5 separate regions of the Mus musculus genome follow, and regions 1, 2, 3 and 4 are each linked to region 5. The links are chromatin contacts, called in public HiChIP or PLAC-seq maps. All regions are on one chromosome and are shown on one strand. Each heading gives the region's core, a stretch centred on a gene start, on an enhancer-like site or on the middle of the called end of the contact. The rest is flanking DNA. Distances are from core to core; before and after follow the strand shown. Region 1 overlaps Fndc3b (fibronectin type III domain containing 3B). Region 2 overlaps Fndc3b (fibronectin type III domain containing 3B). Region 3 overlaps Fndc3b (fibronectin type III domain containing 3B). Region 4 overlaps Fndc3b (fibronectin type III domain containing 3B). Region 5 has its middle 4.5 kb from the start of Gm26040.

Region 1 (2,700 bases), core at 62-2,561, 260 kb after region 5:
TATTCCTTGGTATCAAGAAAAGAGACTAAGTTGATTTTTCAGTCTCTCATCTAGATTTAATTAGACTTCAAAATCACAAACTGCTGTGTGTCTTTTTTAATTTGGTGTTTGCATAATCATTTTATATGTTTGTGTTTGTCTAAACAAAAAAGGAATTGTTTTGGATTGTTTCTACATCCCAGTTGCAGAAATATGACTGGTTTGTTTAGGCATTATCATCTTTGAACACATGTAGAAGCCCATATTCTATGGCACCCAAGCCCAGCATTGCCTTCCTTTACTGCTGTCCACCTTGTTTCTTGAGGTAGAGTCTCACTAAAGCAGAGAGCAAGAGGAATATGCCCCTGCCTGTGTCCTCCACCAACCTGCTCTGGAGTTAGACAAGTACTGCCAAGCCCAACTCCTCCTCCTCCTCCTCCTCCTCGTCCTCGTCCTCATCCTCGTCCTCGTCCTCCTCCTCCTCCTTCTCCTCCTCCTCCTCCTCCAGAAGTATATACATATTGACATGTAGCCACATTTACACTTAGTGGGCGTGCTGTGTGAGGGGGCATGTTTGTCAGTGTTACGGGTTGTATCTATTATGTTTTACCTAGCCTCTTTGTAAAATCTGTCTTTTACGTTATAAAGCTTCTAGAGACTTCCATCGCTCATCTTTGCATTTGCTGGTCTAGCACATATTGGTTGCCACAGATGGGTTCGATTTGGACTTTAATGAGGCAGCTTCATGAATACGGGATTGTCCTTCATTCAGAGTGTCTGAACAGGGTGGCTGACTTGTTGCTTGTCATGAATCCGTCCTGTGAGGTGTCACCTGGCATCTGACATGGCTTCTTTGTATACAGTATTTACTGTGTGAGTTCAGAAGAAAGAAGAAAGACCCGCACTGACCACTGTTCTGCGTCAGCCCCTTAGGTCAAGTTTTCCACCCTGACTCATGCCTATCAGGGCTGCTGAGATTGGTCGGTTGGGTTTGTAGAATTTCCTCTGTCGGGCTCGGGAGCCAGAAAGCCACGATGAAGTTTGATTTGGCTTGTGGCAGCCTTTTCCAAATACAAATTTGGAAGTAGTACAGTGAGTGCTCTGAGGGGAAAAAGAGGGGGGATTACTGTAACTACAGCTATTTGGGGAACATTTAGAAACGGGGAGACAGAACCAAGGTGTTTGGTGTCTCCCCTTAAGCTCTTGTTGCTGTAATGTTCAGAGGCTGCCTTCCTCTAGGCTGGAGAAAAGCCACAGAGGCAGCCTCTGTCTTAGGCTGCGGGCTGCCCTGCTCCAGACAGCCTTGAATGTGACCTGGCAGCCAATGCTGCTTCCTGCTGACGTGGCCTCCTGCCACTGAGCAGAACAGAGCACCTCAGTGTGCTGAGCGGGGAGCCAGGAAGGTGGGCGTCTCCAGCCAGAGAAGGAGCAAACAGGGAGGGAGAGTGCCTAACTGTTCAGGTTTCCCTGTAGATAGACTTGAAAGACACCTTTCTTATAGGAAGGGAGGAGGAGGGAGACTCTGGGGAGGGTGATGACTGCCCCAAGAATCTGTGATTTGTTTGCCTCTAGGGAGGGGTGCTTATCAGTAGGCACAAACTTCTGGGGTGGGGTGATACCCCGTCTGCCCTGAGAGATGTTGGAGAAAGCTGGACTGCATGCTGTAGGCTTCCCAGGCCACACACTTGCTGGGGGAGTCTATCTGAGCGCTCAGACATCCTCTGCAGTGTGCAGAAAGATTGGGGGTGGGGGTGGGGAGGCTGGACACAGTAGAGATACTACAAAGTTAACAAGTGGAGTGTAAGTCTCTGTGAAAGAAGCCCGGTCAGAACTCAAGCCCAGGATTCAGAAGCTGCAGGCGCCACTCACTTGGAAGACTCAGAAGTTGTGCAGGCTCAGGTCGCCCTGGTGTGCGGTTTCCACCCACGGCAGCAGCTACCAATTAGATACTTCTTATGTCCTTACATTTCAGCTGGCCTTCAGTACCAGCATGTTTATTTGAACAAATCCAGAGACAATTCCTTGGTGTCCTCTGCTTTAAGAGAGTTAATGTGGACTGTTTCTTTCGTTGTTCTCACTCTGATGCCCACGGAAGGTTGAGTGTGAAGGCTGGCCTCTCTGAGCTTAACCTGCTTCTCTTGCTCCTGTGGTGACCCGTGGCATTTCTCTCCTGACAGCCCTGGGCTCACAGGCTACAGTACTGAGAAACCACTGATGTGAGCCACCTTTTTCATCTTGTGGGTGAAACTGTCGCCTCGGGCAGGGCCATATTCTACAGTAGTGGCTTTTGTGGAACCTCAGACTGAAAGCTCTATAGCTTTTTCTGGCACAGTTTTGAGGCGGCATTGTGGTGGCAGGCTAGAGAGAACCATTCAGGTGTTTTCAGGAGTTCAGTTGATGTGGCAGGAATATCAGAGATGAAGAGATCAGGGAGATAGCCCTGCCATTAGAATGCTAGCTTTGCAAATGGGAGGACAAGGGCCTAGGCTCAGTACTCCTGGGAAAGGCCGCCCAGTAGAGTGCATGTAATTCTAGCAGTGGGCCATGAGGTAGAACACAGGCGGGCAGGGTGTCATTCCCGAAGACTGCTGGCTGGCCAGGCTTGCTGGTACAGTGAGCTCCAGGTTCAGGGAGAGATCCTGCCTTAAAAATGAGATAGAATATAATATTGAGGGACAACCTGCTGTCAGCTTCTGGCCTCCACATGCATATGCACACACC
Region 2 (2,700 bases), core at 178-2,677, 210 kb after region 5:
CAGCAGTCTGTGACTTGCCTAGCTGCCCTCTCCTGTAGTCATTTTGCTTCTGTGTTTAATGATGACACACCTCCTGTCACCAGGGGGCCACTTTAGCTCTTTATATTTTATTTCTGCCTTTTTTTCCTGCTCTTAAGTTTTTTTAAATGCCTTGTTACACTTTCTTGTGTGTGTGTGTGTGTTACAGAATGTGTGATTGTATGTGTATGAGTGTGTGTATGTATGTTACAGTGTGTGTGGTTGTGTGTGTATGAGTATGAATATGTTACAAAGGTTAGGTTTGGCCCTCTCCTTCCCCCATGTTGGTTGCAGGGATTGGCTTGAAGTAAAAGCAGGTACCTTTACCATGGAGTTCCCTCTCCATCCTGTGTGCTAAGTCTTTGCCATCTGGGCTAAGAGATTGGATGATGGAGTAACTTAACATTCCTCAAGGTATCTATCTTAAAACGTTCTGAGGTCTCTGTCTTGGTAAGGTTTCACTGAAGCCTGAAAGCTCTTTGCCATTGTAGAAGGGATTGGGTACGCCTGGGAGACAAGGTGTGGCACTCTTAGGGTCCCTGTAGAATTTACCTCTTCTGGGTTTGGTCTTTGTGGTCATTTCATCTAGCCATCAAACCCTCTGGCCTGGCCATTTTGCGTCTGTCCACTCATCCAGGTTTGTTCTGTGCTGAGAGTCCCTGATCTCTGAGAGCTCACTAGGAGCCCTGGCTCATTGCCGGTGTCTGCACTTCCTACTTCTCCTGGGCAGAGACTTAGATGTCATGGAAGTTGTGCTGACCATTCACAGGAATGTCGTGAGGCCTGATAGAATTAGTGTGAATGATGCTCAGAACTCCTGCAGACCCTTCCAGAAAGCAACTTGTTGATTATGCTTAAAAGCCTTCTCCCTCCCCCGCTAAAGGGTGCTATACTTAGTTGTTAGTACCCAGGCAGGTGTTGAGATAGTTTACATGTGAGCTTCATTCATACTAGATCTCTAAGTAGAGATATAAAAATGCAGGTTGGTTGTATGACATGATCTAGAAGTCATGTGCTGAAGAACCAATTACTTATTCTGTAGGCAGAGAGATTGAGAGTCAGGGAGCCTGTGCAGAAGTATTCAGACACCTGAAATACAGCAGGGTCTGCCTAAGTGCTTCCAGGGTGCCAGGCATGCTGTGCCTGCAGGCTGCCTGGGCGTGCGCTGGGCCTGGAAGGGATCACAGGGTCTCTGACTCCTACTCGACCACCATAGCAGGCGTTCACGGTGGCCCAGACTGATTCTGACTTTCCTTATATTGTCCCTTGAGAAAGAGTAGAAGGAAATATACACGAAATTCCACATCTCACTTATAGAAAATACATGTTTGCAGTTACAGTCATCCTTAGCAAAAATATGCTGCTAAGCTGACTCGGCTGCAAGTGAGCAGGGCTCATCGTTCTGGAATGTTTTCTTGTGATGCTAGGCTGCCATCCTTGGGATGTCCAGGCGGGGTGTCAGAGGTACTGTGGTATGAAGGGCCCTGGAATCTAAGTGTTCCAGTAAAAGTGTCTGGTTCTGTCAGCAGCCTTACTTAAATACCATTCAAAAACAATGAACTAAACAAACCAACCCTTGGTAAACGTTTTCCGTAGATAAGCCCCTTTCCTCTCTCGGTTAATATTTGCAGAGCTGAGATATGGATTTGGGGTCTAGAGATTGTGTATATACGGTGATGTAACTTTTTTCCTTTTTTTTTTTTTTTTCCTCTAAAAGTTTGGTCTGTGGGGCGTGCTATGAAAGAAACCTCTGTATATTCATAGAGAACTTATATTTGGACTTTTTTCCTCTCCTGAAAATAGTACTTTCCCTAAGTAACTCTGGGTGTTCTGCCATGACTGTACTGTGAATGACTTCACGAAAGCCACTTAAAAGTATATTCAAAGCCAAGTTACAAGGAGAAAAGTGTCTGTGACCACTGTCCTGGCCTGTCAGGTGTCCAGGTGTGGAGCTAGGCCATGAGCACTCGAGGTTCTGTCCCCAGCCCACACCTATGGATCTGTGGAGTGTCGATGACAGGCCTGCACAGCCAATGAGTTAGTTTCCTTCCCTTTCTCTCGAGAGCAGGATGGGAGTTCTCGGGGGGCTTGCCATTCATTTTGTTCTGCTATAGTTTTATTTTTAATGGAAAGAACTCTATTTCACAGGATTTCTGTCAGAGCTTCCATGCTTCTAATTGGATGCAAAAAGCCAGAATATTTTTAAGCTTAAGATTTTTTTTTCCAGACGGCTGTGATTTGACTTCACTAATGAATACATATCAGACAAGAAGGCAAATTCCAGACTATTCGTGCCTCAACCAACCAGCTGGGCACATACCTCTCGGTACTGCTCATGTCTCAAGAGGGTTTTCTGCATGAGCAATTATCACCTCCCTTTCCTTCATTCAGGTGGCAAGCCATGGCAAGTGTCTTTCCTGCACAGGGTAGAACTCAGCTGTAAAATTAGATTTCATTGGCATAAAAACACAGCAGCCGCCAGCACAACCGTGTGTTTTGGTTCTCATCCTTCGACTGAAGTTCTTCCTCCCTTTAATAAGGAGGCCGAAGCCACTCCCGAACCAGTAAGACAGTTCAGGCGTCACAGGCTCCCGTTTGATTCTAGCTTTAGTTTAATCTGTAGTGAGTAAGCAGGGCAGGGAATTGGTGCTAAAAACATAATCTCTTAAGAGCAGAAAGGAG
Region 3 (2,700 bases), core at 128-2,627, 240 kb after region 5:
CTCCTGCTGTGGCTCTTGATCTTCTGGGTACCAAATAGAACTCCCAGGAAGCTGCAGAGGCAATGTTTCACCTTTGATCAGTCAGTACTGCTCTCCCAGAGAGGCTTCTCTAATGGACTGATTCTCTGCAGGGCTTTACTCAGGTGATGGTGATGGCAGCGGTGGCCATGGCATGTTAGAGAAAACTTTGATGTAATTCCCCATGCACTGTCCGCCTCTCCCTGACCCTTTTATATTCTTGTTTTATTTTATTATGTTTTGTTTTGTTTTCCGGAGACAACATCCCTCATTGGCCTGGGATTTGGCAAGTCTGCTGCTCATCTGGCTGGTTGGCCAGCAGGCACCAGGAATCGGTTTGTTTCCGTCTCACTGGAGTAGGGCTTTCGAGCACGCACCATCACACTTAGAGTTTTCCATAGACTCGAGTTCTGAGCCTCTTCCTCATGTATTTGTGCTTACAAGATAAGAACCTTACCAGCTAAGCCACCACCATCCTGAGGCTTAATGCTTCTATTTTTCTTTATTAACTGATTTTTGAGACACCATCTTACAGTGTAACCCCAGCCAGCCTGGAGCTTGCTATAGAGACCTGGTTGTTCCAAACTCAACCGCAGTTTGCCTCCTTCTGATGATAGTCTTTATTTGAGGCAGATGTCAGGAGCTTGCCTTTAGGGCAGAGTTGCCTCCAGGCCTAGCCTTAGCTTCCTCCTGTCTTGTTTCTTTCCTCATGAGTAAGAAGCAGTTAGATTGACAGTTATGAAGGAAGAGCTGCAGGGTCTTCCTCCAGCCTGTCCCTTGGGTGAAGCAGTTATTTCTAGAGTGCTGCATTTAGCTTTTTGCTCTGTTGTATTCTAAGTCTTATTTTCTGTATCTTTGATACTTAGCAAGAATGGAGAGTTGCTGTCATTCATTGCCTTGCTAATCTGCCTCATGCTTATTTCAGACTTCTTGACTCCGATGGCCCTTGCAGTTGGAGCAGCTCTGATGAGGCCATGTAGGCCGAGGTTTGAAGCATTCCTGCTTCCTGCTCTGACTGACAGCTTGGCTCTGTGTCAGTGTCTCTGGGAAAGGAAAATCTGTGATTAGGATCCTTCTCTTCCCCTTTAGAAGAGACAGCGCAGCGTGAATTGGTTTAATACTGACTTCGAAAAGCAGGAAATGGCCAACGAATGAACAGAAAACGATGAGGCTGAAGGGCTTCCCAGGGGTAAATTTACTCCGATATTCTGCTAAGTGGGCCTAGCATCTAAAGGGGACTCTTAGCAGCTTTGCTGGGGGAGGGCAGTGATGGGAAGAGCGGGGTGAGGCAGAAGAGAACTGACATGCATGGCTCAGAAAGTTCGCTGTTCCTGGCCTTGCGGGGATGTGATTCACGCTTCTCCCGGCTGTGTGATGCAAGGCCTGGTGCCGGTGGCTCATTCACGCCTGTGGTTAGGACAGGCCACTGGGCTGCTGCGGTGTCAAAGCTTTATTTTTATCTCTGTCATTGACAGTGACAGTGGCACAGTGGTCAGTCTCTCTCAGTAAAGTCAAATGCCTTCTCCTAAAAATATCCAGTGGCCAGTTCAATACAGTGTGTTCCAGCTGTGACTTCGCTCTTGTGAGGAGAGAGATTGCTATTAGGAGGCGAGAGCTTTACCTCCTTTCTAAGGTAGCTTGGTAGATTACAATCTGGTTGCTATAGCAACTCAGCAGCAGTGAAAATTACATGAACTAAACATCCGAAGAGATGCTTAAAAGCCATTTATCTATCATCTTCCTGAAGAAGGGAGGGAGAAGGGATTAGGCACTGAACTCTGTAAGCTGAGGGGTGTTTGGGCGAGGACTACACACACACAGACTTGACAAACAGACTTCAGAAGAGGTGGGTGCTTCCAGATCATTCCTTGAATTGTGTCCTGGTGTCAATGGTTACAGAAAATTGTTTCAAGCAGTGTGGTAGGCAGAGTGTGACATCAGTTCAGAAATCCTATTTCTTGCCTGGCACTTTCCATAGTAATGCTGAGTGGTATTTTCAGGCCATTGCTGATGGTTGTGTGGAGGCGGTATATGAACTTGGGGTTGTCAAAGAGAAGTGAGATTTACTCCACAGGAGGAACACATGCCTGATGCTATAAATCTGACCAAGACTGCTCAGCTGACAGCCGTCCCAGGGGAGCATCTATTTCTATATTTTGCAAAGTGGACATAGTATCAAAACGTCCTCTAAGTTTTTGTCTTTCTTGATTAGTGTTCAGACCTCACCAGAGAAGTTTTTATGTGCAGTAGATGTCGGTTAGCCAACTCAAAACTGTCCAGGATGTAGACTGTAATAAGTCTCTGTGGAGTGTTCAATAAGTGGCACATCTGTCACACTCCCTTTACCCCAGGACCTGGGGACCATCATAGAAGAGGAGGCAGCAGGATTCTAAGAGCCAGAGGTCATGGGGTACTGGACTGAAGCAGTGTCTTCTGGTCAGGACACAACTGCACCGGTGCACTCACAGCGGCTGTGGGTGCCTGTACAACGATGAGCCAGTCAGCATTCCAGCCCAGAAAGAGGAGAGGCTCACCATGCCCTCCCTCCAGGCGAGGAACTAGCGATAGCCGGTGGCAGCTAGGGCATGGAGACTCAGTCATCTTTAAGTGTGTGACCTCTGGTAGGATGACCATGCTTCAGTGTATGGATGGGCCCACACCCATGAGTGTTTGGGCAGTATA
Region 4 (2,700 bases), core at 165-2,664, 170 kb after region 5:
TTTGCCTGTTAGGAGGAAGATGACGTGACCAGATGAGTCACATGGGCTGGGGCAGGACCTGAAGTTTAGGATCTGCAGTCTGCTCAGGGTGGTGCTTGAGTGTGACAGGGCGGTGGCCAGGAAGGGACAGACTTCTGATTCCTCTTCCCATTAGTTTCCCACTAAAGATCTAGATCCACTGAAGGCAGGTACCGTGTGTTTCTTGCTCTCTTGTACATAGTGTCTGGCAAACAATGATGCTCAGTTAGTGTTTATTGAATGAGTGACTTAATGACAGAGGGAGACATCTGTTGTGACATAGGGATGCCATGTGTTTGAACCAGTAGGACATTTCTGTTAGATTTTTTCACTTGAAAGCAATGTTCTAATTCTATTTTCTTGGAACTATAGGAAAATTTTGACTAAAGACAGCAAGCAACTGTGCTCCCTGAACTTGTGTGCAGATAGATAGAAAGAATGAGAGTGTTTAGGCAAGGTTTATTGTGTTTGCAGATAATAAATACTCACACCACATAGCTTACGCAAAAGAGCTTTACTTACTGGAGGGTAATGTGGGCCGTGGGAGCCCAGGCTGTATTCCTCCTTCCCCTCCCCCACCCCTTCTTCCTATTCTTCTTTGACACTTGTCTTCTACAATTAGAATGTATACTGTGTGGACACTGGATGCTTCTGAACTTTTAACTTTAATTTATATCAGGTGTTTCTGGAGACAGGGTTTTATGTAGCCCAGGCTGGCCTTGAACTTACTGTGTAGCCGGGGATGGCCTTGGACTTCTGATCCTTTATGCTAGGTGTATAGCATATACACCATGTCTGTCTGATAGGCTGCAGGTTCGAACCCAGGGCTTCATGCATGCCGGGCAAGCACTTTGCCAGCTGAGCTGTAGCTGTATCAGTTTTGATGCTTTCCTTCCAAAATGGCCTGGTTTGCATATCATTTTGAAGCCTGCCGTTTGCATTATTGTGTGCGTGTGACCGTGGATGCTCGCGTGCTATATATAACACTCACGTGGAAGCCATGGGAAGACTTTTGGGAGTTGGTTCTGTCCTGGAGCATGTGGGTTCTGGGGACTGAGCCTGGTGAGCCAGTCCTGCCGACCCTTTAGGACTATATTAATAGAGGATGTTAGGGGGCGGGGTATGATGCTTATTGTCTCGTGGCTACGGTCAAGTGGATTCTCCTGGCTTTGTCGTTTGCCACCTGTGTGAGAGGACATCATAAAGGACTGACTGACGTTCAGACAGACACTGGTGGCCAGCGGTTTCCTTTCCCTTCATTTCTTTTTTGAAACAGTGCAGTAAGACAGCAGTGGGCTGAGTTCTTCCGTTAAGTCATCCCCGGATTGTACCAGTCCATTAGCTGCTTTGTGCAGCGGACAGGAAATGGTTCTATTTGTACAAGTTGCACAATCTTAACGAAGTCAGGGCAGAGAGCCAAGGGGACCTCTGCTGTTTCTGCAGTGTTAACCTTTCAGTTCCACACAGGAACACATACAGGTTACTGGGGATGTGTGTTAGAGTGTGACTGTGTTGGTGTGGTCACCTGCCTGGCGGTACTGAGAAATGTACCGTGTGACTCATGGGGGTCTTGGTTCTTAATGGCTTCCCACACAGGCTGTGGAGATGGCCTGATGCTGGTGCCTGCCAGCCTGGCCCTGAAGGGTCCAGTTCCCATTCTGCCCTTTCCCAGGCCGTCTTGTAGACTGGTGACAGAGTGACCACTTTCCTTTTCTAGGGCTGGCAAGTGGCTTCCTTTGTGCCCATACCTGCCTCCTATACCCCAGCTGCCAGCTACTCTTCTCCTCTTTGAAAGTGGCATTTCCTTTTTGTCCCCAGTGTTTCTAGGCAGAATCTGGTAATTTTAGTAAAGCTGATTTTATATATATAATATTTTAATGTACTTTATGACCCAGGCCGGATCTCGAGTAGCTCAGGCTGGCCTCAGCTTGACTTGGCTGTGTGCCTGAGGCTGGCCTTGAACTCCCGGTCCTCTTGCCAAGGTCCTCCACATGCTGTGATCAGAGGCATCTGCCACCAGGCCCTGCTTCGTGATTCAGTCTTAGTGTGCTCATCACTTCCTCCCTCCCGCTCTCCCTCCCCCCTTCCTCTTTTTCCTTCCGTTTTGATTTCTAATGGTTCTTCCCCAGCCCATATACCATGGTGAGGATGCAATCCTAAGTGATTGAAGGACAAAAGTCAGCATGTGAGAGGGACTGGAGAGCAGAGTGATGGGAGGCAGAGGCAGGGATTGCCTTCCTGGGCCTCTCACCCTAGACAGAAGTTGCTGTGGACCTCTGCTGAAGAAGCCGGCCTGTTCCTCTCCCCTGAGGGGTTAAGATTTCTCCATCTGTGGAGCCACCCGCATTTTTATTTATGTATATGTGTCATAGCTGTCTTCCTTATTTGTGAAATATTTGTTTATTATATACTTTTTGTTTTGTGAGTCACGGTTTCTTGTTGCCCAGGCTAGCAGTGTTGCTGCAGCTGGCCTTGAACTCCCAGTCCTCGGCCTCTAACTTTCAAAAGCTGTGATTGTAGGCTTGAGCTATAACACGCCGCTTTTTAATGAATGCTTTTTGAAGGGTGTTTTATTTTTGTGTGTCTTTTCCTCAGTTTTCTTCAATTATTTTCTAGCTCCTTAAAATAACACAGCATTCCCAGTCTTTGCTGCTGTCATTTGACATTTATATCTCTTTGGGA
Region 5 (2,700 bases), core at 182-2,681:
TATTCTGAGTCAGAAACTCAACTGGGCTTTCAAATCAGCAGGGAAGCTTCCTCCTCTTCCATTTTAAGACAGACTTCAATTTCCTCCTAGTCAAATAGGGATCATCAGAATTGCTAACTCAGTCTTGCTGAAAGAATCAATGGGATTCAACGTATAACAAAAAGCCCGGTGGTGCAGCTTGGACTCTAACAGCCAGGTCTGTGATCAGTTCTGTTGAACCCATTTGATGGGGAGGGAGAGAACTGACTCCACAACTTGGTCCTCTGACTTCACGCATGCAGTGTGGTGCATGCACACCTGTACACATCACACAGACGCATCATGTAAGAGTTCAAGGCTTCGAGCTTCGTTCCACACACTTAGTACATGTCTTCAAACATCAGTCAGTATGGATCCCACTCATCTGAAAACGGACACATTCAGAGTAAACACTTTAGACATAACACTTCAGACATAAGACATAAACACCTTCATTTTGCAGATCTGATATCTGTGATTGGGAGAGGCTTCGTGACTTCTTCAAGGGCACAGGGCTGAAACATTGCTATCTAGCAATCCAGTGCAAGTCTCCCAGGCCCCGGGTCTTCGATCACCACACTGTTATCTGCCCCGTAATGGAACGATAAGATTTCTAGCCGTGGTCTGGTGATTGCACACGTAGGGACTTGTTAGTATAATGTCCGAGTTAATAACATTTAAGCTCTCCCCTCAGTATGGGGCACCCTGCTTATTCATGCACCTACATCTTGCTTTCTTGTGTCCCACTCAGTGCTGAAATAATTAAAGCTGACCTTCAGACATTTTACCAACAAGCCAGATCTCTGGGTGCTACCACACCCTCAAAGACATGGACAGTCCAATAGTTGCTTTCTAGAACTGAGGGAAGAAAATCTGGGGGAAATGTGTACAGTTTCAGAAACCTGAACATTATCCAGTTTTCGCGGAATTATGTGAAATAGCACAATCGTATATGCCTTAGGTTAACCAGAACCCCATTCACGATGTTAAGAACTGCAACAGGTTGGTGTTTGCCATTCTGGTCACAAAGAAAAGAACAGGCATTTTACTGTGCCCTTGTCTGGGAGAAATCAAAGGGTTAATTCTTCAGCGCTGTGTGCCAAAAAATGTCTAGTTTACAGACTGGAACGAATATGGCACCTTCGTTTTAAACAGCCAATTTCCAGTTTTGTGTGGCTGTCGAGATTCCTGAGCTAGGGACAGGGGCCGGGGCAGGAGAATGGGCTGGGTTTCTTACTTTGAATGTGGACATATGGGCTGTGGGAAGGAAACTATTTAAGATGGGGCTTAGGGAGAGGGGGGAAAAGTCGCCTTTCCCCAGCTGAGATTTTTCCAGGATGTCGTCATACAAGCTCCAAAACCTCCTCTGAACAGTAGATGGCTCTCATTGGCTGTATGCAAATGATGCGCAAGCACTGGTTTCCTGGCAGAGGAAAACTTACACCAGAGCAGCGATCCAGTCCAAGCCTGGCTCTCCACAATCCTGAAAGACGGGGCAGTTTCAGCCTTTGACATGCCAGGAAGTAATTCCATAATGTCACTCATGCTGAGGGCTCACCGGTCCTCAGACAAGAAGACACAAGTGCAGCGTGTAAGATTTAAGTTTTCGGACAGACTTTAGTACAAAGAGCAGAAACCATGGGAGGAGCCAGAATTACACTGAACACCGACACTAGTAATTAAAGCCACCGTAAGGGAAGAAAGGCTTCTGCCAGGAAACTGCAAGCACAACCCGAAGCCATTCCTTCCCCCATTTTTCAGGCAGGGGGTCCTTGCCATGTGACAACCAGATAAGGCTGTGTGGGGGTCATTAACGTTCCTGCCCATCCTGGAGGCGCAGAGGCCTTCCTGAGGTTTGCTGACCTGTATGCTTCAATGTGTTTCATTTTCTCCAAGAGCAGGCAGATGAGAAAGGTCAGGAGACTTAGGTTAGAAGCTGGGAAATGGACCAGGGCCCCACAGTATGACATCATTTTCTTGCAATGCAATGAAGCAAATGACACCAGAGCAGCGATCCAGTTCCATGAAGGAAGAAAACAAAAACAAAAACAATCACAACAGTAGAGAAGCCTGACAGCCACAGCAAGTCCCAGAATCTGCAGAGGAAGGGCCTGCCTAGCTCAGCTCCTGCCTCTTTGTTAATATCCTTGGCTAGAGCACCTTGGAAGAGAGGGTAACAGGGATTGGGGGTTGGGGGGAGGGAGAGGGAGGTGGAGGGAAGAATGAGAGGGGAGAGTCTGGAGAACAGGAGTGGGGAGTCTGGGAAGTGAATGGTAGACTCTCCCTAGACCTAGGTCAGGGTTCACTACTATTTATTGACTGTCTTGTGGCTGGTCCAAGGGGAAGGAGGAGGATTTAAACCTTGCTTCAGTGTCCAACTGCCAATCCCTAGGCAGAGCTACATCTGCCCTTTTCTGACTGAAACAAATGTCTTATGACTCTGCTGTCCTGACTTTTCTGGAGACATGCACAGAAAGGCCTATTCACCTGGGCAGAGAGGGTAATAGCAGACCAAAGAAACAGAACTCTACCAGTCTCTGTACAACTTGCTGGCATCTCCGTGGAAGGGTCTACTCTCCCCAGCACCCATACACTCACATAAGCACTAGAAGGTGTGGGGAGTCAGCTACGAACTTGTGTGGTCCTCGAGAGACATAGAACTTTCCTGTGAGTTTCTTTAGC

The links. HiChIP or PLAC-seq counts read pairs in DNA pulled down with a chosen protein or histone mark.
Region 1: a contact with region 5 is called in an H3K27ac HiChIP or PLAC-seq map of extraembryonic endoderm stem cells. The contact joins two enhancer-like sites. A contact is called at or near these places in 3 of 39 promoter capture datasets (cranial neural crest, hippocampal neurons and liver), 1 of 15 datasets of contacts at CTCF or cohesin (the NIH/3T3 cell line), 7 of 484 Hi-C or Micro-C datasets (bone marrow-derived macrophages, cortical neurons, granulosa cells and 2 more), 7 of 115 datasets of contacts at active chromatin or transcription factors (bone marrow-derived macrophages, embryonic hindbrain, embryonic stem cells and 3 more) and 1 of 9 other capture datasets (embryonic stem cells).
Region 2: a contact with region 5 is called in an HNF4G HiChIP or PLAC-seq map of pancreatic cancer cells. The contact joins two enhancer-like sites. A contact is called at or near these places in 1 of 39 promoter capture datasets (liver), 5 of 484 Hi-C or Micro-C datasets (bone marrow-derived macrophages, nephron progenitors, palatal mesenchyme and 2 more) and 6 of 115 datasets of contacts at active chromatin or transcription factors (bone marrow-derived macrophages, craniofacial prominence, extraembryonic endoderm stem cells and 3 more).
Region 3: an H3K27ac HiChIP or PLAC-seq map of the NIH/3T3 cell line shows a contact between it and region 5, with 5 times the contacts expected there. The contact joins two enhancer-like sites. A contact is called at or near these places in 2 of 39 promoter capture datasets (the 3T3-L1 cell line and liver), 5 of 484 Hi-C or Micro-C datasets (granulosa cells, liver, muscle stem cells and 1 more) and 5 of 115 datasets of contacts at active chromatin or transcription factors (the NIH/3T3 cell line, bone marrow-derived macrophages, extraembryonic endoderm stem cells and 2 more).
Region 4: a contact with region 5 is called in an H3K27ac HiChIP or PLAC-seq map of trophoblast stem cells, with 18 read pairs. The contact joins two enhancer-like sites. A contact is called at or near these places in 3 of 39 promoter capture datasets (cranial neural crest, hippocampal neurons and liver), 1 of 15 datasets of contacts at CTCF or cohesin (the NIH/3T3 cell line), 31 of 484 Hi-C or Micro-C datasets (the C2C12 cell line, the C3H10T1/2 cell line, the NIH/3T3 cell line and 18 more) and 12 of 115 datasets of contacts at active chromatin or transcription factors (acute myeloid leukemia, bone marrow-derived macrophages, embryonic forebrain and 7 more).

Annotation. Positions count from the first base shown.
Region 1 is chr3:27,606,227-27,608,926 of GRCm38.p6, reverse strand. The region is part of intron 3 of Fndc3b (fibronectin type III domain containing 3B); the gene reads left to right. Among named protein-coding and RNA genes, the nearest start is that of Mir3092, 23 kb to the right of the region's middle. Within about 2 kb of position 1,311, at least 221 of the 459 cell types and tissues checked have an H3K27ac peak or open chromatin away from gene starts, as enhancers often do. A contact at or near this core is called in the NIH/3T3 cell line, bone marrow-derived macrophages, extraembryonic endoderm stem cells and 5 more, where this site is marked.
Region 2 is chr3:27,651,593-27,654,292 of GRCm38.p6, reverse strand. All of the region lies in intron 1 of Fndc3b (fibronectin type III domain containing 3B), which reads left to right. Among named protein-coding and RNA genes, the nearest start is that of Fndc3b, 58 kb to the left of the region's middle. Within about 2 kb of position 1,427, at least 60 of the 459 cell types and tissues checked have an H3K27ac peak or open chromatin away from gene starts, as enhancers often do. A contact at or near this core is called in extraembryonic endoderm stem cells, palatal mesenchyme, pancreatic cancer cells and 1 more, where this site is marked.
Region 3 is chr3:27,624,113-27,626,812 of GRCm38.p6, reverse strand. The region is part of intron 2 of Fndc3b (fibronectin type III domain containing 3B); the gene reads left to right. Among named protein-coding and RNA genes, the nearest start is that of Mir3092, 40 kb to the right of the region's middle. Within about 2 kb of position 1,377, at least 63 of the 459 cell types and tissues checked have an H3K27ac peak or open chromatin away from gene starts, as enhancers often do. A contact at or near this core is called in the NIH/3T3 cell line, bone marrow-derived macrophages, granulosa cells and 2 more, where this site is marked.
Region 4 is chr3:27,689,010-27,691,709 of GRCm38.p6, reverse strand. All of the region lies in intron 1 of Fndc3b (fibronectin type III domain containing 3B), which reads left to right. Among named protein-coding and RNA genes, the nearest start is that of Fndc3b, 20 kb to the left of the region's middle. Within about 2 kb of position 1,414, at least 186 of the 459 cell types and tissues checked have an H3K27ac peak or open chromatin away from gene starts, as enhancers often do. A contact at or near this core is called in the C2C12 cell line, the C3H10T1/2 cell line, the NIH/3T3 cell line and 11 more, where this site is marked.
Region 5 is chr3:27,862,227-27,864,926 of GRCm38.p6, reverse strand. No RefSeq gene overlaps it. Among named protein-coding and RNA genes, the nearest start is that of Gm26040, 4.5 kb to the left of the region's middle. Within about 2 kb of position 1,431, at least 169 of the 459 cell types and tissues checked have an H3K27ac peak or open chromatin away from gene starts, as enhancers often do. A contact at or near this core is called in the C2C12 cell line, the C3H10T1/2 cell line, the NIH/3T3 cell line and 16 more, where this site is marked.